Linked DNA regions of Sus scrofa: region 1 is linked to region 2. A link is a contact called in public Hi-C data. All regions are on one chromosome and are shown on one strand. The core of a region is the stretch at or near the end of the contact, and the rest is flanking DNA. Distances in the headings are between cores, read along the strand shown. Region 1 has its middle 20 kb from the start of SPESP1. Region 2 has its middle 14 kb from the start of FEM1B.

Region 1 (2,831 bases), core at 227-2,726, 650 kb before region 2:
ATTACAGAAAATAATCTTGTAGAGATTAGAGAATAAATGATGTTACATTAGTATTTGCATGTATCTGCTTTAATGTTAACTTTTTCTTCTGTTATGTTTGTCTTTTGTTTATAGGTCAAGTGGTCTGCCAAAGATCACACAGTTAGAAACTAAATGCACAGAAACTTCTGACTCTGATGTCAGTACTTTCCACAACCTTGCAATCATCTTTCACCATCTGTTCCTGTATACTTTTAAAGTATAATTCAAGGTCTAAAAAAATTGAGGTCTAGAAGTTCAGCTGCAAAAGAAGCTATTGTTTAAAAGGAAAAATGTCTTTCGTGTGCAAAATTTTATTTTGCACAAAAGTAGCCATGATTCTCCCAAATGTTTTCTTTTTTTCCAAATGTAAATTAATGCCTGTGAGACCTTCTAGACAGCATCCCTATAAACTGGAGGCCCCTCTGGAATGGTCTTCAGTGAGCACATAGAAGAGCTTGTTAGAAGCTAGAGCAGAATCAGGACAATTCGGGGTTTAGTACCCCATCCCTATAGGCTCAAGGGTAAGATGAGACCCACACAGGGCTCTAAGAGTTAACTGCAGTGTTTGGGAGAGACCCATAGCAGACACTTGAAGATGTATTGTATTGCGTGTCTGCGTGGTCAATTCCATCCCATCGTAAATAGACCCTCAGCATTGTCACAGAGTGTTCCATTATGCTGTTAATGACAGTATCAGGTGGAGATATTTTATATACCAATGAAGGCATAGGTTGTTTCAAACCTTTCCATTTTCTTCCCAGTCTAACTCAACCCTTAAGTGATGAGTCATACCAATACTATGAAGTACATGTTACCACTCTCTGCTTCCAAGGACAGGCATTTATGGGTTTTTCCTCCCACATGGGGAGGGAACATAAAAATACAATGTCAACACAAACACTTGATATTTATTATGAAAGCATGGTGAACCAAGGTGCATGTTTAACTTTAGCTTTAATTTAATTTAGACATTCCAGTCTAGCTAGCATGGGCCCTCCACAAACAGTTCCGAACATTTTCTGCTCTTAACCTTTGAAGAGGCTGTATAACTGAGCCTGAACAATTTGGCTTGTTTGTTTACTAATTTGTAAAAGAATGAACTCAAAATGTCAGATGTGTGAAAAGTGAAATATTTTAATAACGTATTAATAATTGAATGGATAACACAACTCTGCCATCTTCACTGGATTATTTTTCAACTCAATCCTAGCACCTGTGCTCAATTCTGACATGCAGGAAAGGCTGTGGAAAGCTCAGAGAAACTTGGCGTATGTTCTTGCTTTGGCATCATTTAGTATATTTAAACCCAGTGGTGTACCCTGAGGCAGACAATGTTTTCGCCACGGGGTTTTAAATATATTAAAAGACATATTCCAGCAGCATACCAGAATGCAGCCCTGCTGGGCTGTCCCTGGATTTCGCAGCGTCTCTGGAATGTCTGGGCAGCCTATTCTGGCGCTGTCCTTGGGCAGGCAGCCCTCCTTTCCCCTCCTCCCATGACAGAATTCACATTCTCTTTACTTCATATGGTCCATTAGTTCAGTAGACACATTGGCTGTTATTTATTTTCTCTGTTTGTGAGTTGACTTTTTTTTTTTTAATTTTTGAACTTCCCTTTAGGAGTGTATTTTAAAACCAGAATCAGTCAGGATTTCTCCTTTAGCAATTTAAGAAACTGACTCTCCTATTTTTAGAATAGTGCATGCAAACAGAAATCAAAATGTATTGCTACCAGGGAAAATTAAATGATATTAACTTACAAAATGTGAAATGGGCAAAATATTCATGAATAGAAAGTAGAAGTGAGCCAATCCCTTGTTTGTTTTTCCAAAATATAAGGGAGGAAAAAGCTAGCCTCCATTTTTACCTCAAAGAAATAACAAAATAGAGCAAAACAGATCCAGACTGAAGCAATTCAAGTCCTGGCAAAACTGTTCTCTCTAGATCAGCAATAAGGTAGGAACATGAGGTCTTGATGACATTATAACTTCACTTACTAATAATTACATGAAAATAGGAATTATTCAATATAGTATTCAAGTCACAGGTTTTTTTATTTGGGGGAAAAATACACTAGATCCTCTTTTCATACCTTATGCCAAAAAATGTGTAGTTAGATCAAGGAGTTAAATACCTAAGCATCAAGCCATCAATGAAAAAATAGAGTTGCATATATCGGGTTCTATTCATCAAGCAGAATATCCCTTCTAAATGAGGAATAACTTTAATAATTTAATAATTTTAAGAGCAATGATGGAAAGTAGCAGCATGTTTAACAACATTAAAATGTTTAAACTTTCTATGAGACTATAAACAAAAGCAAAAGACCAAGTAGAAGCTGGAAAAAGATTGCAACAAATATGGTAAGTGGTAAATATCCTAACCAAATAAAGGCCTCATATCAAACAGATCAATAGGCAAAAAATATAAACACATAACTCTAAAAAGAAGGAATAGCTAATTGACAGGCAAAAATACATTTTGCCTCAACTGTCTGCAATTTAATATAATAACCAATGCTATTTTGCCTAATTCAAGTAGTGTACATTATTTTAAATTAATGATTATAAGCAATTCTGGTCAAGACACAGCAAGATATTCATGATGGTGAGTGTGTAAAATTTTAATTTTCTAGAACTAGTTCCATCATACATAATCTGAAAAGTGGTGGTATTCTTTATTTAACATGATTGTATCCTTGTGATGTTGTTTAATGTAGATCCACTGGTTAATCAGATCCAGGTTCAGATTTTTTCCTGTTTAGTCAAGGGCACTGCCTATGTGCTGCTGTGCACTGCATTGTGTATCAC
Region 2 (2,779 bases), core at 23-2,522:
GTCGTACTTGATTCTTTCTGTTTTCCTTTGTTTCAAAATAATGAATTGTTTTCCCAGCATCTTCCAAAAGTTAACACTGAAGATTTGGCAGGTGCTTACTGTATTATTACAAACCTATGGATTTAAACAGACTTCACATTTTTCTGCTCATTCTTATTGATGTAAATACCACTTTTAATCTATCATATTGTCAAAGATCAAAAGTCTGAAAACATACAGTGTTTGTGAGGCTGTGTAAAATGGTTCAACATCTATGGACAGCAATTTGGCAATATTTACACGTTTCCTTTGACCCGACAATTTTACTTTCAGGAATTTACCCTACAGATACATTTACAGGTATGCAAAGTGCTATGTGTACAAAGGTATCCATTGCAGTCTTATTTTAGCAAAAAAATGGAAAGATATTTATACATAGTTTAATAGCAGTATTATTCACAGTAGCCAAAAAGTGGAAGCAATCCATATGCCCATTGAAGGATGAATGGATAAATAAAATATGCATACAGTGGAATATTATTCGATCTTAACAAGGAAGGACATTCTGACACACACTACAACATAGATGAAACTTGAAGACATTATGCTAAGTGAAATAGCCAGTTGTAAAAAGACAAAGGCTCCATGATTTCAGTCAAAGTCATAGAAACAGAGAGTAGAATGGTGGTTGCCAGGGTAAGAAATGGAGAGTTGATGTTTGACAGGTAGAGCTTTAGTTTTGCAAGATGGAAAAGTTCTGGAGATTGGCTGCATAGCAATGTAAATACCTGACACTCCTGAGCTATACAATTAAAATGGTTAATTAAGATGGTAAATTTTACCTTGTCTATTTTGCCACAATTTAACTTCAATTTTTTAATCATTTAAAAATGTAAAGTGAATTACAATTTTAAGTTGTAATTATTAGTGTGAATTTTACCATTCATCTTTCTATTGTGCAAGGGCAGTTCTAAATGCAAATATCACAGTATTTCAATCGTCATAGTGACTCCCGTGGAATCAATTACAGAAATTACACAATTTGTGAGTTACGTTTTGTCCCCAGGGGGTGCCTTGAGCTGTCCAGAAGAAACAAACAGAAGACTGGAAGGAGGAAACGGTCCTCGCAATTCTCCCTCAAGGTTGGAGCCAGACTAGGGCGCGCTCCCGATGCTCTCAGGCGCTTTAGCCAAGCGTCTTTCCGCTGCGCGTTGGCGCGCATCCCTTCCCGAGGCTGCGAGTGAGCTCAGCCCTTCGGGCTGCAGGGTCCGGTCCCCGTCTGCAGCTGACCACAGCGCCGCGCCCTGGTGGGAGGAGTCTAGCGACGTCAGGCCAGGTGTCTCTCCTTCCCCAGATCCCACCCCCCCAAACCAGGGCAGACAGGCGACTCCCAAGGGTTCTGCGACCTCGGCGTTGGTGGCGCTCTCGCCCCTGGGTCAAGGTGGGCGAGAGACCCTGCACAGTCAGCCCGGAGACGGGATAGCCACCATCACACCCCTGACCTTTCCCACAACCGCGCCCAAAACCGTGACGCAGACCAAAGGTGGCAGCAGTCGCGGGGCAGGAGCAGGGACACCGGGAGTTGACTGAAGGCGTGAAGACGCATGAACCAAGGCTTTCAGCCCCCCCAGCGCATATTCCATTGTTCTGGGAGCTTTCCTTCTAAAACGCAAATTCAAAAATAGCAATTAAGGATTTCAGGGCAGTTACAGCAGAGAATTAAATCAAAGGCGAAGCACTTGTGAAGATGGGGGCTCCCTGTGTTGACTGCATCAGCCACACACCAATGAAGCCGACTTTGGTAGGTGAGGATCACAAGTGTTGATAACCTCTAGAGCTGCACTGTCCAATAGAAATAAAATGTGAGACACACATGCGATCCACGTATGTAATTTTAAATGTGCTAGTAGCCAATTAAAAAGGTAGGAAGAACCAGCTGAGATTAATTTTAATATATTTTATTTACCCTAACACATCCAAAATGTTATCATCTCAACATGCAATCAATATTAAAATTACCGAGACATTTTACTTTTTCTCTTCATACTAAGTCCTCAAAATCTGGTGTATAGTTTAGGAAATATCTAGTTCCAAGTACTCAGTTGCTGCATGTGGCTAATGGCTGATGGAGTGGACAGGGCAGGTCTAGAGCATGAAAATGGAAGTGGGTGGCTGGAGAAAGGTTTGTGCTATTGCCACTTGGTGACATAACATATGCTGCTGAAACAGAAATACCTACCAATGTTTGTCAGTCCCTTCCTGTGACTGGTGAAATTTGGCACCAGAATTCCTGTGAGTGATTGTAATGATGATTGTGACTATGGTATTGCTATTTTATCATTGCTACCAAATTTAAAATATTCCTGTATGTAACAGTGCCAGCCAGAATTCATTATACAGTGGTTATAATGCTAATGGTACAAAACAGTCCCTAATCATCTGGCATTGTCACTGCAGTGGCTTGGGTCGCTGCTGTGGCACAGATTCGATCCCTGGCCCAGGAACTTCCACATGCCTTGGGCATAGCCAAAAAAACACTAACAAACAGCAAAAACAGCCAGTAGTCAATACACATTAGAAGGAGAATTTAGATGTGTCCATTGCCAAGAAAGAAGCCAAATAACCAACCGCATGTTCCATGTTGTTATTTTAGGAATGAACACCTTGGAAAATAATTGAAAAGTTCTGAGAAATAAAAATCAGCATTTAAGCAGATATACTTTTAAGTTTGCAAAGATGGTTACATAGGCAAAAAGAAAGGGAAAAAAAAAAACCAAACCTGGCCACAGGGCTGCAAGAT

Evidence for each region. Hi-C and Micro-C count contacts between places; a contact is called where the count stands out from the background.
Region 1: a Hi-C map of embryonic fibroblasts shows a contact between it and region 2, with 3 times the contacts expected there. The contact joins two enhancer-like sites. A contact is called at or near these places in 6 of 47 Hi-C or Micro-C datasets (embryonic fibroblasts, heart right ventricle, omental adipose tissue and 2 more).

What each region holds. Positions count from the first base shown.
Region 1 is chr1:166,796,721-166,799,551 of Sscrofa11.1, reverse strand. No RefSeq gene overlaps it. Among named protein-coding and RNA genes, the nearest start is that of SPESP1, 20 kb to the left of the region's middle. Within about 2 kb of position 1,476, at least 8 of the 83 cell types and tissues checked have an H3K27ac peak or open chromatin away from gene starts, as enhancers often do. A contact at or near this core is called in embryonic fibroblasts and omental adipose tissue, where this site is marked.
Region 2 is chr1:166,146,659-166,149,437 of Sscrofa11.1, reverse strand. No RefSeq gene overlaps it. Among named protein-coding and RNA genes, the nearest start is that of FEM1B, 14 kb to the left of the region's middle. Within about 2 kb of position 1,272, at least 42 of the 83 cell types and tissues checked have an H3K27ac peak or open chromatin away from gene starts, as enhancers often do. A contact at or near this core is called in embryonic fibroblasts and omental adipose tissue, where this site is marked.